Linked DNA regions of Mus musculus: regions 2, 3, 4, 5 and 6 are each linked to region 1. Evidence: chromatin contacts called from public HiChIP or PLAC-seq and promoter capture Hi-C data. All regions are on one chromosome and are shown on one strand. The core of a region is the stretch at or near the end of the contact, and the rest is flanking DNA. Distances in the headings are between cores, read along the strand shown. Region 1 holds the start of Noxa1 (NADPH oxidase activator 1). Region 2 overlaps Edf1 (endothelial differentiation-related factor 1). Region 3 holds the start of Fbxw5 (F-box and WD-40 domain protein 5). Region 4 holds the start of Clic3 (chloride intracellular channel 3). Region 5 holds the start of Abca2 (ATP-binding cassette, sub-family A (ABC1), member 2). Region 6 has its middle 11 kb from the start of Entpd2.

Region 1 (3,164 bases), core at 454-2,953:
GTAGGCAGATGTGGCTCTACAGTTGTAGCCAAGAGTGTGTGTTTTGATCTACAAGCATGAAACAGGGAGCAAGAGAGCTAATTGGGAATGGTGTGGGCTTTTTGAAACCTCAAAGTCCAATCCCCAGGGACATACTCCCTCCACTGAGGAAATACCTCCGGGCCCTTCCCAAACAATTCCACCAAGTGGGAACCAAGCATTCAAATGTATGAGAATATGGGGGTCATTTTCATTCAAACCACCATATGGGCTATGGAACATTCTAGAAAGAATTCTGACCTATGGAAAAGAAAATGGGCAGATGGGGCTGGGAAGGCAGGGATAGAGTTTAGGCTGGGCTTCCAGGAAGGGGCAGTGAGTAGCAAGAGGGAGAGGAGCCAAACAAGGGAAAGTGACCAGCCTGCACGGAGACAATACAAGATCTGGGTATTGGGGCAGAATGGCTGCACTAGGACTTAAAGAAGTCAGGTTAGCAACATCCACGTACTCCAGGCAGCAGTTTAGGGAAACTCAGCCCATAGAGAAATGCCAAGGGACACAGCCCCTGGGAACTCAGGATGACAAGCACTGCTGAGCACCAACTGTTTGCTGACACTATGAGATCTCATTCAGCTCTCAGAAAAGCCTTCGTAGGACAGAATTGATTGCTGCCATTGTTACACGTATGGAGGAATGAAAAGTTAGCTGTCCTGCGTCACACAGGAAGGAGAATCAGCTGTGACTCTGAGTACAGGGGATCAACAACCAGGCAAGGAAGGGTAATGAGCCCACGATACAGCTGAGCCTAGCTACTTGGATTGGGTGTTGTGGTGTTATTTCATGTGTCAACCCTGCCAAGCCATGGTGCCCCAAATGTCAGGGAGAAAACTTCAGTAGAGATTAATGTTGGTATCAGCAGTTTGGGGAAGGCACATGACTCCCATACTGTGGATGGGCCTTATTCGAGCAAGATTATGAAGGTGGACATCAACTTCTGGGTGTCCTGCAGAGTCTACATTGGGCTGCCCCACCTGTCTATACAAGACACAATCCCTGTCCAACCGCTAGTTTTTCTGGATAGCTGTGATCCACCTGGAGAGCAGTGTAGAAGACTCAGTCCCAATGGCCACACTCGCAAGGGAGAGTAGCAGCCAGGCCAGCGCCCACTAGTGGAGAAAGCCCTCGCGGGCTGCCCCACCACCGACCGATACACCTGACTCCGAGGCCCCAATCCGGCTTCTAAGGCCTAGCCACATGGCATCCAGTCCGGCCCATCTTGTTGCTCCAGAGTCTCCAAGCCCACCCGGTCACTTCTGAAGAGGCGGGTCTGGAGGTCGAGCTCTACCAGCCTTTAGATTGTTTCTCCTTTAGGCCGCCCACTTGCCTGACCACGCTGACCTCTGAGCAAGCAGCTCTGCAATGCACCGTCCATACTGACCCCGGAACCTTGGCCCGGTCGTGCAGCACTTTCCCCGGGGTTTCCCCAAACACTCTGCAGTTTTGCATAATAGACGTCGGGGGCCCATCTAGGGCACACTGAAGTTCTGAACTTGCCAGAAAAAAGATGGTGTGGGCTTGGCTTGAGTAAGGGGCGTGCTCACACCTGCTTCCTGGCAAGAACTAGGAGGTGGAGAAGGCGTGTCCATATTGAGATAACCGTGGTTTCATTGGCGTTGAGCTAAGCCAGGGAGTGGACAGATAGGCCTGACGAATGCAGGGGTGTGGCTATGTGATCATAGACCCTCTCCTCAGTGCTAGGGACTTGTTTAAGTAGTTCTAGGCGGGGCGTGAGAGAGGGGCCTAAGCCTTGGGCCATCTACTCAGTTTCAAGGACCGACTGTCACAACTCCAGTTGTCTTGCTACCAGCTGCTTCTCATTGCTGTCCCGGTCCCCTTGGCCCTGGCCTACGGCCTCCCAGCTTCTGTGGGGCACCCTCCTCCTGTCCCACGCGCTCCAGCTAGAATCGCTAACTTCCTTCGCCTCAAAGCAGGCGTCCCCGCTCCATGAGCTCTCTAGGGGATCAGATACGGGACTGGCACCGGGGTGTGCTGGCCGTGGCACGCGAAGACTGGGACTCTGCGCTGTGCTTCTTCTCAGATGTCCGAGAGCCGCTGGCTAGGATGTACTTTAACAGGGGCTGTGTGCATCTGATGGCAGGGGATCCCGAGGCTGCGCTGCGGGTAAGCACCCCAGGACTGGATAACAGATTCCCCTCTCACATCCCTGGTGGAGGCTTTAGGGGAATGCAGATGAAGATGTGACTGCGAACATAAAACCTTATCTTCCAATGGGCATCCTGGAAAAAGACGCTCTTCCGCACCTTATAGTCAACATAGAAGAAGGGGAGGAATCCCTGCCCTTTACCCTGTCATTTACGTAGAGATTGTTCAACTAATGTCCTCTCTTAGTGCCTGCCTGAGGCAGGTTGGAGCTTTGTGGTTAGAAGACCCCTCTTTTTGTTGAGACCAGAATGGGAAGCAGGGCGCCTTCAGTCTCTATAGCCATATAAGCCAAATGCGGCAACTGTACCAGACCTGGCCTGCCCAGGCTCTCTGGTGCTCAGGACTGAGGAAGGAGCATACCCGAAGGCAGGCTGGTGGCTGGGTCAGAGCAGTCAGGGGCTCTGCACGTCCTCTGATAGTGTGCATTTCAGCAGATGCTTGTGATGGGATGGTGGCACACAGTCTGTCATTCCGGTTCTGAGTGAGCACTCACATGAATCTCCACCTGCTTCTCAAAGCAGACCTACTCAGGGGAGCACACTGTAGAGTGAGCATCAGGGCATCCCCCCTTCATGTTCACCATTCCTGGGTGTATGATAGAAGCCCTCAGCACTCTGCCTACAACGCAGACCTACCTGGACACCACAGATGGAAAGCAAAGACACCCAAGACCAAGGGTGAGAGCAGAAACCTGGGCTGTGTGGAGATGGTCTCTTTATTATTTCTTTCTGGAAGCCTTAATTATTTATTTATTTACATGTGTGTATAAATCAGGAGGAAACTTGTGGGAGTCAGTTTTCTCTTTCCCATGTGGAACCTAGTGATCAAACGCAGGTCATTAGGCATGGTGGCAAGTATCCTTACCCACTGAGCCATCTTGCCAGCTCTCTTCTATTACGTCTTACATATTTATCTGTACCTATTGTTTCTTCATTAGAAGGGTTTTGTTTGAGCCACGAATA
Region 2 (3,164 bases), core at 415-2,914, 470 kb before region 1:
AGTTCCAGGTGAGGTCCCAGGTGAGCTGTCTTCCCTTCCGTCTCGTCTGTACCTCCAGATACTCAGATTTTCCCTTCTCTGTCAGATTGTTTTTGAAGCCACTCTGGGTGGCCAGCCAGCTCTGGGGCCCATTGCCATTGATGATGTGCAGTACCTGGCTGGACAACAGTGCAAGCAGCCTTCACCTAGCCAGGGTAAGCACTGGACTCCAGGATGGCCAGACTTGCCCTGACCCTGCCAGGCTTAGGCTGGCGGCCCAGATAGCTGGAAGTACGCTGTGCCCTGCTCGGGAGACCAGCGGAACCAAGACTGAGTTCTGTGCTCTCCCCACTATGCCTCACGGGCTGAACACAGGGGCTATATCAGCTTTTACTGTCTCCTCCTGGGTAAGAACTATCTCGAAGGAACTGCCAGGTTACACCAGAAACCCCAGTGGGTGTGGCAGTCACTGGCTACCATCATGTATGTCCAGAGGAAGAGGTGGAACAGGTCTGCCGAATTGTGCATACAGATCAACAAGAATCCTGGCGCCAGCAAGCACTGGAGGGATCAGGCAGCCCCAGGCTCACTCCTTGACAGTAATCCTGGGAACAGAACCTGACAAAAGAACTGGGAACTATGTGGAGGTTCAGATGGCCCTCTTTGTCCTCAGGTGAAGTGGCAGCACCCGTGTCTGTGCCAGTTGCCGTTGGAGGAGCCCTCCTCTTTTTCATGTTCCTGGTGCTCATGGGCCTTGGGGGCTGGCATTGGCTGCAGAAGCAGCACTGCCCCGGCCAGAGGAGTACAGATGCAGCAGCCTCTGGCTTTGCCAATATCCTCTTCAATGCGGTAGGAACCACCAAATGTGGGCACATGGGAGATCCTGCCTCCATGTTTAATGAGGGGAAAGCAGTAGTGGGCCAGGACGCGGGAAGAGACACCATGTCCCATCCTGTCAGAACCACACTGCCTTTCAACAGCAGCTGTCCAATATTCCTTCCTTCTTCCTAGGATCATGTTACCCTCCCAGAATCAATCACCAGCAACCCACAGAGCCCTCCAGACCTGGCCTGACATGGCATCTCTTGCAGCATCTAAACCTCACAAGCACCTGACTGTCTACATGTGGGCCTGGATGTAGGGACTGAGTCATATTTACCTTCGCCAGCTCTTTCTCTATCTGGTGTCTTTGCCCTCTGGTGTGATGGAGAAGGGTAGAGGGGTCCTTGTACCAAGAATAAATGCTCTACACAGTGAGGGCAACCCAGATATTCAGGCTGCACTCCATACATGTATTATGTACCTGGCAGGGTATATTGTAGCTGGCCTATAGGACCCTAAGAACCCACCACCCATGCCAGCAAGGAATAGTGGCTGGCTTTAAGGCTTCAGGCCTGTCAAGCTGACTCGACTGGAGTGCGTGGCATTAACTTACCAGGCGGTTCTGTACCCAGTGAGGATAAAGCTACCCCACAAATGGGGGTCTTGGAAGTATAAAAGCAACTGGATATGGTACCATGAAACTGATCTGGTAAGGAGAAACGTTACCAGCCCAGATAAACAACCCTAGGGCTGCAGATGGTGAAACTGAGGTCACTGGGTGTGGCCATTCCCCTTCGAAGCAGGGCACCAGAAGGCAAACTGCACTTCAGCCTTTGGACTAAAGCTTTATGAACAGATCTGGTACTGTCACACCCAGTCAGGGGCCTAATGACGTGAGGGTGACACATCTGAACCACAAATGGCTCCCTCCACATGATGCCTCAGATGTGGCTTCACTGAGGACTGGGGGCCCCCGAGGGCTGTCCTCAGGGAGAGTGGACATCCAGACGATCCCTTCCTACACAAAGGAAACCTGTCCTCACCAAAGATACTATGTGTTTCAAGCTAGGCTCCTGCCTATCCAAAACTCAGCTGCATGGGAGGAGGCGGTGGGGCGTGGCCAGGCGCCACCCTGCATCTTCAGGCAAAGGTTGACTGATGCCCACTTCTCTGAGCGGACAGGGAAAGAACTTTCAAACTCCCGAGGTCCCTCTGGGGTACGTATCATGAAGGGAGACACTCATCTCCACCCTCCACAACTGTGGTCAACGGTGAGGAGAGAAGACTTCAGAATGCTACGTACTGCTTCTCTCCAGCAGAGCACAGGCCCTTAGATGGACAGGAGGCAAAGGCCGAGGACATCCACTCCTCCCAGGCCTGAACTTCCCTCTGCAGCCATCTGTCCATCGGACAGAAGGTGCAGGTTCACACCCCTGCTGAGCGTCAGAAGGCAGGGAGGAAAAATCCAGGAGGCTATCACTTTACAAGGTTTGCTTTGTTTGACAGCAGTTATGGGTTGAGGGGGCACACAGGCCTAACCCCCCGTGTTCCGTTTGACCATGTGAGGAGACCCACGGCAGTGCTGGTGGTCCTGGGGGACCAGCCAGGAGAGCTCAGCCGGAACCACTGGCTTCGAGGCTTTGTGTTCATTTCGCCTTCGGCCCCTTCTCGATAGGCTTCCCGATGTCCTTCCCCCGGAGCTTGAGGCCTGAAACGAGCCAGCGAGATGCTGACCACTCTGCCACTTCCTGCACCCACCCAACCTCCCTGCTCGGCTTGAGCCTTCCATCACCACTGTCCACTCCTCACAGGGCCTCCACACACACACACAAGGCTGCTTTCACATCTGACCTCAGAGTGTGGGTCAAGCATCTCAGAAAGGGCTGAGGGCCAGGCTGAGCATGGTGGCTCACAGCAGCAATCCCAGAGCTCAGGAGACTGAGGTAGGCAGGCTGATGTGAGTCTGCAGCCAGCCTGAGCTACAGTGAGTCTCTATATAAAAAATAAAATCTAAGCCAGACGTGGTGGCGCACGCCTTTAATCCCAGCACATAGGAGACAGAGGCAGGCAGATCTCCATGAGCTCGAGACCAGTCCGTCTACATAGTTGAGTTCCAGGACAGCCAAAAAGTAATTAAGTATATAACAACAACAACAATAATAATAATAATAAACCTAAAAAGATGAGAAGACAAACATCTTGTAATCTTGCCCCAGAAGATCTGGACCACTGCATCAGACCTCCACGGAGGGGCACGCAGAAGTAAGCACAAGCCCCCCCTAGGGATCCTGAGAGCAGTGTGCTCTGGCTGGACGCTAGCTTCAGAAGACCCCAAGACACCATTTGCTTAGGGTTCTGGAGTC
Region 3 (3,164 bases), core at 278-2,777, 410 kb before region 1:
TAGGTCTCAGCCACAGGGGGCACCCTTCTGCTCACAGAGACTCCCTCTTCCCCAATATGGCCCGTGTGTCCTTGGGCCATGAGCCCCTGCCCTGAGCCAGCAGGTTTAGGGGTGTGTGTACTGACCTGGGTGGCGGGGCACATCTCGAGCCACCTGGTAGTAGCGGTAGAATTGCTCCTTCCATAAGAACTCATCCCGGGACACAGCCTGCCATTGGCGGCATACCAGCCCAGCAGCCAGCACATCTGCAGGGCCCAAACTCAGGAAGATCTGGTAGACAAGGCTGTCGGGGAGCAGGGGCAGGCCCCCCTCATCCATCGTGACATTCTGCCCAGACGGTCCTGAAACCCACCAGTGGCGGCTCTGAACCCAAGCCTCCTCATCGCCAACCCCAGGGAGAGACTGATAGTCTGGGGTTCCAGACATGGCAGTCCTAGCTAGCCCCACCAACTGCCCACCGGAGAATTCCACTGCACTGAGCATGTGCGGGGGGAGGGGAGGGATGTGTGCATCTCTCTTTGTGTGTACAAGTAGCACTGCCCCACCACAGACCCAACACTTCTTGAAGGACCCAGGCAGTAACGTTGCACCACCTTACATTCTCCAGGACACCAAAGGACTTGCTGGACCAGACAGCAAGCCCCTGAGTACTACTAGGCCAGGTAGAACCTGCGAAGTGGGGGGCAGCCCCACTTTCCAGGTGGGGGCCTTTGATGCCTTCCCCAATGCTACAGGGCACAGGGAGGCAGGTGAGCACAAGACAAGCAAACAGGTCTGGGCTGCTCAAACTGGCAGGTCCAAGGTTTAGCAGCCCACCCTGTCTTTGACCTTGCTGCTATAGGACTTCAGGCCAAGGCTGACTTTCTTCTGAGAAGGGGTTCCTGCTAGCCAGTGGCATATGTCGTTCTGGACTCAGGAGACAGCCTGGCCAGGAGGGTGGTTAAGAGTGATTGGGGTTTCTGAATGTCAGAGGAGACATCAGGGACCACGCTTTGCTGCTTAGCTAGAGTGGGCAGCAGCTCCTTCATTCACCCACTGAACACCGGAGGGTGGATTGGGACGACGTCAACCTGCCAAGGCCATCACTGGCCAGATAAGGCCACCAAAGGCTGTACAAGTGTAGACATTGCAGGAAAAAAATATGGTGACAGTGAACAAAGCCCGTGAAGGTGACAAAAGCCAGTTAAAGTAGGACAAGGCAGAGCGAGGCCCATGACCGGGACCAGGCCCGAGAAAATAAACGAAGGCCACGATCGGGGACAAGGGACACCGAAGGTGGCAGAAGGCTGGTGAATGCAGGACTGGGAGTAATGGGGCACAAGGCTGGTGACTGGGGACAGGGCAGATGACACAGGTGAGTGAGCACGGCGGGGCCAAAGCCGGGACTCACCGCGGTGCCTCTGCCCGCTGCGCTGCGCCCGGCTTCCGCCGCCGCTCTAGTCTCCACCTCCACGTCTTTATGGAGGCGCCAGGCTCGACGCTGAGAGCCCCGAGGCATCGATGGACCGTTCCCCCCCCCCCCCCTTCCCCGTCTTGCGCCTGCGCCTCAGGCTCCGACTAGCAGCCAGCGTTTCTTATGCGCCTGCGCAAACTCTTACTTTCCGAGCGTTCTGACTCACAGAACAGTACTCACTCCTGGCTACCCTAAAGGACGGAGGATTGAGCCAGGCTCAGCTGGGCCGGTTCGAGACTCTGCCTCTGCTCTCTCTGCTGCTGGGCTTTGAACAAGTGACTTTATGAGCACGTTCTTGTTGGTTGTGGAGTTAAAGACAGTTATTGCATGCATAGGGTTGAGCACTGACCACAAGTGGAAATAGGGGTGCAGAGGTCAACTCTTAACTTTGCACTTGGGACACAATGCCCAGCTCCTATCAAGGCTAGGTTCTAGGATGGACCCTGGCTTGGGTTAGGGGTTCAGTAATCGGAAGACAGATGTGGACTTCCTGGACTGTGCTTCCTGTGGCACTGGACAGTGGACTCTGACCTAGGACAGTGCACCCCTCCACCTCGCTGTCCTGTCACCTACTGTCCGTAGCAGGTTGGCCATGCTGTCTCCAGGGGCTGTGTTGTTCTTCACCCTGCTCTTGACAGCCAGTTCGCTGGGCCAAAGGACTCGAAAGCCTATTGGGTCTACCTCCCCCATCAGCACTATCCAGGCCCAGGTCAATTTCAGTGCTCAGAAGGTAAAATCTGGGAGTGAGTGGGGGTAGGTAAAAGAGCAATAAGAACCTGCCTAGCTTGGCGGGATTGGTCCAGGGTGCCCCATTTCCCCAGTCCTGAGCACTCATAGTCAACTTCCAGTTTGCAGGGACATGGCTCCTGGTGGCTGTGGGCTCTTCGTGCCGCTTTCTTCAGGAGCAGGGACACCGAGCTGAGGCCACCACATTGCACGCAGCTCCCCAGGGTGCAGCTATGGCTGTCAGCACCTTCCGAAAGCTGTGAGTCCCAGCAGGACTTCATCCCAGCCCCTGAGCCCATCTTACTCTGCCCTCCTGACTCTAAACCTCATCTCTAGCTCTTCTGTGGCCTAGATAGCTATCCCATATGGCCTCTCCTGGGTTGGGGTTCCTAGAGTCTGGGTGCCTCCTCTTATGACATACCTTCTTCCCCTCCCCAGAGATGGGATATGTTGGCAGGTACGCCAACTCTTTGAGAACACAGGGGTCCCTGGCCGCTTCTTGTTCCAAGGTGAGGCAGGGGCATCAAGGGAGAGGGCTCTGGGCTGGAGGCAGAGGGGAAAGGACTGATGTGCTGTTGTGGTTCTGCCGCAGTCTCACGGGCCCGTGGACCAGTGCATATGGTGGTTGCTGAGACTGACTATCAGAGCTTTGCCATCCTGTACCTGGAACAGGGAAGGAAGCTGTCTGTGAAACTATACGGTGCGGACTAGTCCTGTGATCATACATGGCCTGTGCTTTTCACACATGACCTGTGCTCTGCATCCTCCAGGTCCACCTTGATGGACAGGGCGTCCCCAGATGGACACACACCCCTTCTCATTCCTTTTCTATCCCCATACTCTTGGCAGTAGGCACCCTTGATGAACAGCTACACATGGGATGGGGTGGGAACTGGATGGGGCAGGGACACACAGCTGACCTGGCTGTGTGTCCTGGGTTCCCTGCCATGTTGAAAGCACTGGAACTCTGCCTACCCCACAGTCC
Region 4 (3,164 bases), core at 373-2,872, 360 kb before region 1:
CTTGGGTAGTAGACTGCAGTCAGCCAACGTGAACTGGTCACCATCGAGAAAGCGGCGGTGGGACTCACGAAGATGTGGCTCCTGTGCCAGTTCGTGGTCCAGTGGTGCACGCAGGTAGCTGTCCAGCCTGGTCAGGGCCCGGAGCAGCTGCTGATACAGGGCTTGGGGGCAATGATAACCATGAGGACTCTGTCTTGACCTTGGGTTAGCCCTCCTGCCTGGACCTGCTGGCCTGTGTCTCACCATTGTCCTGTGTAGGCACTGGGTTCTTGATGAAGGCAGAGAACTTGTGGAAGATGTCATTGCCCGCTGTGTTGGACTCCCTGTACCTGGGTGCCAGGCTAGGGAAGCTATAGGTGTGAATAGTTTGAGAATTCCAGTCAGACCCTCAAGTACACTGTGCCTCAAAGCACCCTTCCTAGGCACTCTCCCAGGTGTCCCCCAAGGAGGTCCCATCTTTGCCCTCCTGCCCACCCCATCAGATGCTCACTCAGGTGGCCCCAACGTCTCCTCCAGAAACTCCTCGATCTGCAGTGTGTCTGTCTTGACATCCCCATCGTACAGCAGGATGGGCAGCTGTGAGCCTGGTGCGAAGTCCTTCAGCACATCCAATGCCCTGTGAACACCAGGCAGAAGGGAGGTGGCTGGCCCGAGGTGGGCAGAGGCCAGGGAAGGGTCCAGGGTGGTGTCTCACCTTCGAGTGTCCACTGTGGTGAGTGTGAAGGGCACACCCTTGAGGAGTAGGACCATGAAGAGCCGCTGACAGGAAGGGCAGTGTCCTACGCTCTCGCCATCCTCACTGGCCTGGGTGGGTGGAACAGAGGTGTCAGGCTCTGAGCAGACCCAGGAATCCTGACACCTGGCTGGGTGGAGCTCTGCCTCCCACTGCCATTGGCTCTGGAGGCAGGCTAGGGCTCTGGCCTGGTTGAGCATGGCATCTACAAGTGTCTAGTGAGGGCCCTTGAACTGATCGCTGGAATGGGGAGGACAAAAGAAGTTGGGAGCTTAGAGGCCTAGGCTTGGGGTCCTGCCAGAGGGTTCCAGTCACAGAGACTGGCTGCAGGGTGGGGCAGGCCAGAGATTCATCCTCTAGTGATTAACCCACACAACTGGGTATTGAGGCTAACAGCTCAGGGAAGGGAGGGAAGAGACCAAAGAGGAGGCCAGGACCTGCTCCCACTCAGATCTGAGCACTGGCCTGATAGCTAAAAGGGCCATCTCTGGCAAGCCCCCAGTCTGGCACATGACCCTGAATCTCTACTAAATGCCAGGTGCCAGCTACCAGACTGACATCTATCTCCTCACTAAGAAGCTTTCTCCCAGAGCTGGGCCAGGTCCACGAGCCAAAGTGAAGAGCGGGACCCAGGCTCTCTGATCCTCCTTATGGTAGCTCCTCACCCAGGATGCCTGGCTCTCCTCAGCCCTGTGTGGGGCAACTCAAACCCACCACAGGGATAGGGACTTGGGCACCATTAGGAAGACCCACCCCTCCTCCCAAACAACAAGAAGAAAAAAGCCCAGCTCCTCTTCCAGCCCAGCCTGCCCAGAACCTTCACAAAGAGCTGGAGCTTGGTGGTTTCAGCCATGGTGGGAGCCGAGGCATCCGGCGGCAGCAGCAGCCCAGGGCACAGGGTGTGCCTTGGGAGCTCTTTAAGTCTCTCTGATGCCCCACCCTCCCCAGGCAGTGGGCCCGCCCCAAGGAGCCACCTAGGCAACAGACAGGTTTCCAGAGCAGAGCCTGTATAAGACCAGAGTGTCCGTGCTACCAGTGACCACAGGAGGCCTGAGTCTCAGGGCCAGGTGTGAGTATGGGAAGTTGGCTCACAGCAAAACACTGAAGCCTCAGTGTGGTTGTGAGGGGAGCTAGTGTGGTGAACGCACACTGGGTTGATCTCAGCTCAGGAGTTGCCTCACAGCCTTCTGCGGCTCATTCTCCATTGTCAAGTCCTTATCCCAGAAAGCCAGCCAGGGGGTGGGAATGAGTGGGAAATGCCTCAGTTTACCTGTCTGTGTGACAAGCCGAGGGAGATGCCCCCTCCCTCTGACAAAACCCAGTCAGGTAGGGCGGACCCGCATTCCAAACATGTTCGCGGCCGGCAGGCTGATAAGCCTGGTTTTGGTGTTTAACCCATCTGAGCAGTGGACTCCGTGCCCCCATCCTGTCCACACAGGCTCAGAGCAGCTTTCTTACTCTTAACCTTGACCTTCAGTTGGCACCAGGAAGGGTTAGAAACTACTACCTAGTGGCTGAAATGGGGATGAGGTCCCCAGCAGGAAGGAAAGGGCCAGTATGGTCTGACCCTACCAGGCACAAATCTGCCATTGGGCCTTCCCAAGCCCACTGGGCTTCACAGTGGGAGTGCCTTTGGCATTCTTTGTATCTCGGCCTGCGTTTCACAGCAGCAGCCATCTAGGAGAGCTGTTCTTTAGAACCTGTGCTCACAGAGGACCAGCACTGCCCACTGGCTAAGACCAGGACCTAGGGATTGCTTTCCTGTCTCTGGTAGGCTGGTGCCTTCCAGGCTACACCGTGCAGCCAAGGTGGCTCCATACCTGCCCACTCACCTGCTCACGTGCCTGACTCCTAGTCAGGGCCTCAGCTGTGCCAGGCTTCCCTCCTCCTTAGCCCTGCCTTGTCATTTCCCTGACCTCAGCCAGAGTTGAAGTGAAACACAGCTCTGATATCCTTGGAACCTGGATTTGTGTTGGAGGCTTGGTTCCTCCTCTATCCGACTCTTGACTCCTAGAGCCAGTTTTATTTTGGCTTCTTACTGACATGGTCAGCTTTCTGTTTTGTGGTTTTCTGTCCTTTGCAGATGACAAATCATCACTGTGGGGCAGCCCTGAAGCCTTTCCCAACTGCCAGTGGTCACCAGACACACCGAATTTATATATTTTTGCAAAGCTGACCTTACAAATCCACAAGGAAGGGATGAAGTGGACATACAACATGAGCATGGCTTAGCAAGAAAGAAACAAGTCAGAGTGACGCCAGCTGGCTCTTCCTTGCTTCAGGGGAGCTGTGGACATGTCCTGTGTCAGTCTGTGCGTAGTAGGAGCCATCGGTGCCCCACTCCCATGCTTGCAGCTTCCTGGACTCAGCTACAGTTTGCCTCCCAAAATCCAGGGTCAACACTGCACCACTGAACTGTGTCCCCCAGGGT
Region 5 (3,164 bases), core at 328-2,827, 330 kb before region 1:
CTGTGGCAGGAACTATGTTGTGGCCTCTATTCCCAAGCCCTGAGGGGTGTTCCTGATAAGCAACTTTGGGCTAGCTAGCACTAAGGCATGCCTACATACACTCTGTGTCCCTTCTTCCCAGGGACTCAAAAGCTATAGTCACAGGGCTGCCCCTTCAGACCCCACACCAGCCAACCAGAACAGAGAATGTACCCAGTCCTGGCAATCAGCCAGGGCCAGGTGCCCACGGGAATTCTGCCAGGCTGTGGTGATGACTGCTACCCACCCTGCCTACAGACCAGAGTTTCTTATTATGAATCTAAAGTACTCAAAGAACATAGGTGGAGTGTTGCTGCCCAAGGGGTCCCTGGGTATGAGCTGGTTAAGGCCCTTCTTTTAGGTCCTGCACTCTCTTGTCTCCATCCTGGAAAATCCCAAGGGCCCTCGGACACTCTTGCTGGCCCAGGACTCTCTGGATGCCCTTGCTCTTCCAGGGACTGGGATGAAAACCAACACTGCAAACGCCATCCGTGCCTGGCATCCTGCTCCTCACACAGGACTCGTACCCCAACACTCTTTATACCCTGCCTGGCCTAGACAGGTACTAAGAAGCTCAGCAGAACCCAGCCCCAAGAGAGGCCCAAGGCAGGAGAAATCAGAGGAGCAGCCTCAGGAGAAACTGGCCCCAAAGGGTGCTGGGATTTAACAGGTTGAGTCCACACAACAAGGACATTCCCAGGGATGAGAAAGCAGGAGTAAGGGTTGTGACTTGCCAGGATGGGTTAGGAAAGGAGATGAAGGGAGGAGAAGGTGGTGGTGGTGGTGGTGGTGGTAGTGGTGGAGGAAGAGGAGGAGGAGGAGGAAGAGGAGGAGGGCGGTAGCAGCGGCGGCGAAGGCTGTTTGGTACCAGCTTCAGCCTAAGGTGCTTGCCCAAGGGCAGAGTACCAGTAAAGGGAATGAAAAGACAGGTTCCTATGGGGGCCCCAGAGATGATGGGACCAGGGCTCTGAGTCCCTAAGCTGAATGGTGTGTCCCAGCTAGCGCTCTGGACCAGGAACCTGCACCTAGCTCTAGCTGAAGTCCAGGGACCACCTGCCCCCACCCCAGCCTGCCAGAAAGCGCTGCGGAGGGCGCCGGCCCGTGACTCAGCCGTGCGCTGCGAGTGTCAGCGGACCAGGGCACAGCCGAACCCACTGCCGGAGGCCCGGAAGCCCGCGGAATCGTCCGGCCCCGAACAGGGTCTCCGGTGGCGCCCTCCCGGGGTCTGCGCGCGCCTGGACACTGCACGTGCACGCGGAGAGCGCACCGGCAAATTGGGCGCGCGGCCTGCGAGCCCCTAAGGGCGGGCGCGGCTCGCTCACCGGGCTCCGGCGCTTCAGCGTCACGTTCTTCCAGAGCAGCAGCTGCAGCTGGTGCAGGAAGCCCATGGCCGGGCCGCGCTCCGCCGCTTCAGCGCCGCGGCCCTGTCCTCTGCGCGCCCCGCCGGGCCCCGCTGCCGGCCGCGCCGCTCGGCATCGCCCGCGCGGGGGCGGGGCGCTCGAGAGTCCAGGACCTGCTGCTCGCAGGCTCCGCCCCGGCGGCCGCAGCTACAGAGACTCGTCGCGCCCGCGCCCGTCGCCCCCACTTAAAGGCGTCTCTGCGCCCGGGTAGCCGCCAGGGGGCGCCCGCGCCCGCCTGCACCTGCGCACAGCACTAGGCCTCGCTGCTCACTGGACCCATAATGCAGTGTTTCCAAGATCCCTCACAGCCCCCATCTAAACCAAGATCCCGGCTCGCACCTTTCCGAGGTCTAGGGAGAACGCAGGTACCCTATGCTTCTCCCAGGAGATTCCAAATATGAGTCTCCAATTGAGAGATTTACGCAGAGGGGTACCCAAGGTGTTTACTGTCCTGTTTGGAAAACTGAAGGAGGCTTGGTCACCATTAGATTGACCCTCCTCACTTGTAGAGACAGGAAGCAGGGTCAGTCACTCATTTAGAGGAGAGACATTGGTCCGTTAGGAGAATCCCATCGCGGCTTGAGGTGCAACAACACGATGTGACTTAGATATTTTAAAGAGGAGCCTGATGAGAGGGACTGCGGTAGTTCGACCACCTTCACAAAAGCATTCTGTGTTCCTCATAGACGAGCCACCACCTGCTGATGAAATGGCGTTTACCTAGATTATCAAAATGCAGAGCAACAGCAGGTCATGGCAGATTTACCTTTAACCCAGCGCTCAGCTCAGGGAGGCAGAGAAAAGCAGATCTTTGTGAGTTCAAGTCCACACTGGTCTACATAGAGAGACCATATCTCAATAAAATAAATAATAGAGAGCAACCACGCACGTGTAATCCCAGCATCAAAAAGGCAGAGGCAGAAGGGATGAAGTATTCAAGGTCATCCTTGGTTATATAGAGAATTCAAAGCTAGCCTGCGCAACATGAGACCCTGTCCAAAATACTCTCTCTCTCTCTCTCTCTCTCTCTCTCTCTCTCTCTCTGCAGGTGGAGACAGCTGTTTTGAGGTCCAGGGTATCATCCAAACACATTTCTTACATAGTTTTAACTGAATTTAGAACACGTAAGGTGCATATGCCTGGGGTCACTGCAGTCCACCTGCGATTTCCATGCAGGTGAGGCAGATGCCCAGCGGGCAGGGCAGCAGAAATGCTTACCAGGTATGAAGAGCTAGACACACCACGTGAAGGGCTGGGTGTGCATAACCGGAAACTGCTACAGGTCAGAGAGCCCTAATTCTGACCTGAGAAAGTTAGGTTTATATTCAAAATGATGCTGAGACATCACAACTGTGAAAATTTACCACAGTCATCCATTGTGACTACCAGATCAGGCCTCCCTGCTCTAGCCAGACTGCACAAAAGGGGCTGGAAAGCAGGGGTGACTGAGAAGACAGGTTGTCCCTTATATAAGAGGTTTACTTGCTACCCCAACACCACCCACCTCCCCACCTACTCCATATTCATGTAAGCCTAGCATCTTTCTGCTCTTAGAGCCTGGCCTTTGGTGGGTCCTTAGAAGTGTTTGAATGTGGGCCTATTGATACTGTCACAGGACTATTTTCTCCAATATGGCAGGCAGGGGGCAGCAGAGAGCCACTAGCTGTGGTCCTGAGGACTGTGTCTGAAGACTGCAGGCCAGTTTGGGTTTCCCCGGCCTATGAATAGGAGGGGGAGGCTGTGTGG
Region 6 (3,164 bases), core at 257-2,756, 290 kb before region 1:
GCATGGTCTACAGAGTTCCAGGACAGCCAGGGCAACACAGAGAAACCTTGTCTTGAAAAGCCAAACCAAACCAAACAACAACAAAAAAATCAGAGGCACATGGTCACCACTAAATGTGCATCAACTCACCATCATTCAGGGCCACCACCACACTTGGCTATCTCTTGTGTGTGCTTGCACACCCGTACAGTGACATGGGTCCATTGACTCTGTCTCATACATGAGCAGTCTCAGCTCCTTAAAGACTCCCTGGGTTCCAACTGCTGGCACCGTGTGAGGCCCCAGCACCCATGACCTTCTTCCTGTTTCCATAGTTTTGCCTTTTGCACAATGGTGGAGGGAACCATTCAACACACAGCCTGTTCAGGGGGTTTCTTGCACCTTGACATACATATATATTTGAATTTCCTCCACATCATATCTTTGAATTGTCTACTAGCTCATTTATTTTCACATTTATTCATTTGTTAATGTGCGTGCCTCAGAGCCAGCTCTCTGGAGTTGCCTCTCTCTGCCCACCATCATGTGGGTACCAGGCTCTGAGTTTGACTTTATGTTTTCATGCATGTTTTGAGGCAGCAGTGGATTTTCTTTGTCAATCATTAATGTAATTCACTGGAAAAAAATATTAGAACAGCCTTGTGTTCTTCATGACTAATCAAAGTTGAATGTGGTCGGAGTGGCTACGGGACAGGGACATGTGCTTTCTTTCCTCGCAGAAGAAGAAAACCCTGTTTGGTTTTTATCAGCATTAGGCTAACTTCTTACAGTTACTTTCTGGGAAAAGTGTGCTTAGTATTGGGATCTCTAGTACTTGGATTTATGGCATGATCACCAGTAAAAACATGTGCAGGCCTGACATTTTCTTGGCATAATATTTTAACTACTAAATAATAGTTTATTATTAAATAATAATTTAACCTTTCAGTTTCTTTGGTGGTTATATGGCTAGATCGGTGCTCAATTTCTTCTTGAACATTGATTTTATATTTTTAAGAAATTATCCTCTTTTTTAAAAGATTTATTTTTTTTTATGTATATGAGTACACTGTAGCTGTCTTTAGACACACCAGAAGAGGGCATCGGATCCCATTACAGACAGTTGTGAGCCACCATGTGGTTGCTGAGAATTGAACTCAGGACCTCTGGAAGAGCAGCCAGTGCTCTTAACCACTGAGCCATCTCTCCAGCCAAGAAGTTATCCTTTTGAAATGGATTGTTACTTGCCTGGTGCCTAAGGAGGCTAGAGGGCTTTTGGAGCCCTTGAGATTGCTGTTCTGGACAGTTGTGAGCCACCATGTGGTTCTTTGGAAGTTGCTAGTGCTCTTAACTGCTGAGCCATCTCTCCAGGTCCCCTCTTTCATTTTTAAATGATCCCGTACGCATGGGTTCCAGAGACAATGCCTCTTGGCCCTCTGATGCCTCACTGGTGCCGGTATCTCATGCAACTAGAGGACAAGAGTGACCAAGAGACTAAGGAGCTTGTTTGTCACCAGTCATGACAAGTGCGTGCACAGCTCTTATCACAGGACAGCCTTGTGTAAATATTGCCTGCCTCACTGTGACAGTCAACCACCCCGTGACTAAAAGGCCTCTCTCACCAACCTTTCTAGCTAAGCCCAGGCCATCTCTTGCTCTTAACTCCTGATCCCTTTATGTCTAACCATGTTATTTCATGATGGTTGCATAAATGGAGTAATGCATATAACAGTAACCAATACTGTGATGGATAGATTTAGGTCAACGTGACACTAACTATAGTCAACTGAGAAGAGGAAACTTCTATTGAGAAAATACCTTCATTAAGATTGGGCTGTGGGCAACCAGGGCAAGATAGCAAATGCCTTTAGTCCCAGAAATCTGGAGTCAGATCTCTGAGTTCAAGGCCATCCTGGTCTACAAAGTAAGTTAGTTAGTTACAAGACAGCCAGGGCTACAAAGAGAAACCCAATCTCAAAAACCAACCAAACCAAACCAAACCAAACAAACAACAAAACAAAACCCCCAACAACAAGGAGACACTCTCCAGAACAGCCAGACCACCTTATGGAGGAAACTATTTGTCAGAAGCTCACAAAGGCAGAGAGAGGCTACAAATGTAACCTCCTCAAAGCAGGTCTACAGCTGGACAACATAATGTTGCAACTTTGAGCTCAGAGGCCATCTAGAAGCAAGGCTTGTTCCCCTCTGGGAGTCTTATCTTTTAAGACCATGGTCCTAGTAGATGACAGTCACTCACTCATGTGATAGAGGACACTGTGCTTTACCTAGAGTCCACTGATTTAAATATTAATTTGGTATTAATATTAAAGCAGTATTTGACCAAATAACTGGATACCCTAATATAGTCAAGTTGACAAGCAATTAAAACCATCATATATAGAATATGAAGTTTAGTGAGTTTATTTTTCATTTAAATTACTTTATTACTATTACTATTATTATTAATTGTGTGTATATATATAACAGGGTACACGTGTGCCACAGTGCATTTGTGGAGGTCAGAGGACAACTTGGTGAAATTGGTTCTTTTACACCTTACACAGGTTCTGGTGTTGAAGCTAAGGCAGTTCGGTGTGAGAAGCAAGCAAGAATCAGGTCAGCAGGCTTGCACAAAAAAAAATACCCTCAACCACGGAGCTGAATTTTAGTCTTTAAAGCAATTACCAAACTATTCTGCATGGTTGCAGCTGGCTCTGGGAACTGAGGATTTCTGAAAAGTGACGCCACGTGCACAGCTGCGTGTGAATGACAGAGCTGCTCTGCTTCCTCACCAGCGTGCCACCTGACCAGTGTGCCACCTGACCAGGGTGCTTTGGTTTTGCTAGTCTCAGTCAGGGCTTTTGTGTGGCTCACTTCTTCCCGAGCACAAGTGTCTGTCTGTCTGCGCATCCTCCTTGGAGGGACAGCTATGCCCACTGAATGCCCCAAGAGAGATTCCAAGTTATCGTCCTAGAGAATCGCTCCTTGTTTTGTTTTTGTTTTCCAGACAAGGTTTTTCTGTATAGCCCTGGCTGTCCTGGAACTCACTTTGTAGACCAGGCTGGCCTCGAACTCAGAAATCTGCCTGCCTCTGCCTCTGCCTCCGGAGTGCTGAGATTAAAGGCGTGTGCCACCACGCCCGTCTTTTTGTTTGTTTGTTTGAGAATCGCTCCTTATTATTA

The links. Promoter capture Hi-C pulls out the DNA fragments that hold promoters and counts their contacts. HiChIP or PLAC-seq counts read pairs in DNA pulled down with a chosen protein or histone mark.
Region 2: a contact with region 1 is called in a FOXA1 HiChIP or PLAC-seq map of pancreatic cancer cells. The contact joins the enhancer-like site here to the promoter of Noxa1 in region 1. A contact is called at or near these places in 5 of 39 promoter capture datasets (hippocampal neurons, liver, neural stem cells and 1 more), 1 of 115 datasets of contacts at active chromatin or transcription factors (pancreatic cancer cells) and 1 of 9 other capture datasets (adipose tissue).
Region 3: a promoter capture Hi-C map of liver shows a contact between it and region 1. The contact joins the promoter of Fbxw5 here to the promoter of Noxa1 in region 1. A contact is called at or near these places in 5 of 39 promoter capture datasets (embryonic stem cells, liver and stem cell-derived epiblast-like cells) and 2 of 9 other capture datasets (embryonic stem cells and liver).
Region 4: a contact with region 1 is called in a FOXA1 HiChIP or PLAC-seq map of pancreatic cancer cells. The contact joins the promoter of Clic3 here to the promoter of Noxa1 in region 1. A contact is called at or near these places in 10 of 39 promoter capture datasets (the 3T3-L1 cell line, cranial neural crest, embryonic stem cells and 6 more), 1 of 115 datasets of contacts at active chromatin or transcription factors (pancreatic cancer cells) and 1 of 9 other capture datasets (liver).
Region 5: an HNF4G HiChIP or PLAC-seq map of pancreatic cancer cells shows a contact between it and region 1. The contact joins the promoter of Abca2 here to the promoter of Noxa1 in region 1. A contact is called at or near these places in 6 of 39 promoter capture datasets (the HPC-7 cell line, cranial neural crest, embryonic stem cells and 3 more), 1 of 115 datasets of contacts at active chromatin or transcription factors (pancreatic cancer cells) and 1 of 9 other capture datasets (pancreatic islet).
Region 6: a contact with region 1 is called in a FOXA1 HiChIP or PLAC-seq map of pancreatic cancer cells. The contact joins the enhancer-like site here to the promoter of Noxa1 in region 1. A contact is called at or near these places in 4 of 39 promoter capture datasets (the 3T3-L1 cell line, cranial neural crest and liver), 2 of 115 datasets of contacts at active chromatin or transcription factors (large pre-B cells and pancreatic cancer cells) and 2 of 9 other capture datasets (adipose tissue and liver).

What each region holds. Positions count from the first base shown.
Region 1 is chr2:25,093,744-25,096,907 of GRCm38.p6, reverse strand. Noxa1 (NADPH oxidase activator 1) reads left to right here and starts at 1,703. Exons shown (of 12, transcript NM_172204.4): 1 at 1,703-2,160. The coding sequence starts at 1,984.
Region 2 is chr2:25,561,196-25,564,359 of GRCm38.p6, reverse strand. It overlaps Edf1 (endothelial differentiation-related factor 1), which reads right to left. Exons shown (of 5, transcript NM_021519.2): 5 at 2,276-2,509. The coding sequence ends at 2,448. Mamdc4 (MAM domain containing 4) reads left to right here. Exons shown (of 29, transcript NM_001081199.1): 26 at 1-8; 27 at 86-194; 28 at 653-828; 29 at 991-1,245. The coding sequence ends at 1,053. Among named protein-coding and RNA genes, the nearest start is that of Edf1, 4.9 kb to the right of the region's middle. Within about 2 kb of position 1,664, at least 15 of the 459 cell types and tissues checked have an H3K27ac peak or open chromatin away from gene starts, as enhancers often do. A contact at or near this core is called in pancreatic cancer cells, where this site is marked.
Region 3 is chr2:25,499,113-25,502,276 of GRCm38.p6, reverse strand. Fbxw5 (F-box and WD-40 domain protein 5) reads right to left here and starts at 1,527. Exons shown (of 9, transcript NM_013908.5): 1 at 1,391-1,527; 2 at 126-341. The coding sequence starts at 318. It overlaps C8g (complement component 8, gamma polypeptide), which reads left to right and starts at 1,771. Exons shown (of 7, transcript NM_027062.2): 1 at 1,771-2,183; 2 at 2,302-2,438; 3 at 2,618-2,688; 4 at 2,772-2,879; 5 at 3,162-3,164. The coding sequence starts at 2,046.
Region 4 is chr2:25,455,301-25,458,464 of GRCm38.p6, reverse strand. It overlaps Clic3 (chloride intracellular channel 3), which reads right to left and starts at 1,622. Exons shown (of 6, transcript NM_027085.3): 1 at 1,551-1,622; 2 at 695-804; 3 at 491-616; 4 at 244-350; 5 at 1-161. The coding sequence starts at 1,586. It also overlaps a transcript of Paxx not described here.
Region 5 is chr2:25,427,012-25,430,175 of GRCm38.p6, reverse strand. It overlaps Abca2 (ATP-binding cassette, sub-family A (ABC1), member 2), which reads right to left and starts at 1,577. Exons shown (of 49, transcript NM_001368624.1): 1 at 1,341-1,577. The coding sequence starts at 1,406.
Region 6 is chr2:25,383,058-25,386,221 of GRCm38.p6, reverse strand. No RefSeq gene overlaps it. Among named protein-coding and RNA genes, the nearest start is that of Entpd2, 11 kb to the left of the region's middle. Within about 2 kb of position 1,506, at least 15 of the 459 cell types and tissues checked have an H3K27ac peak or open chromatin away from gene starts, as enhancers often do. A contact at or near this core is called in pancreatic cancer cells, where this site is marked.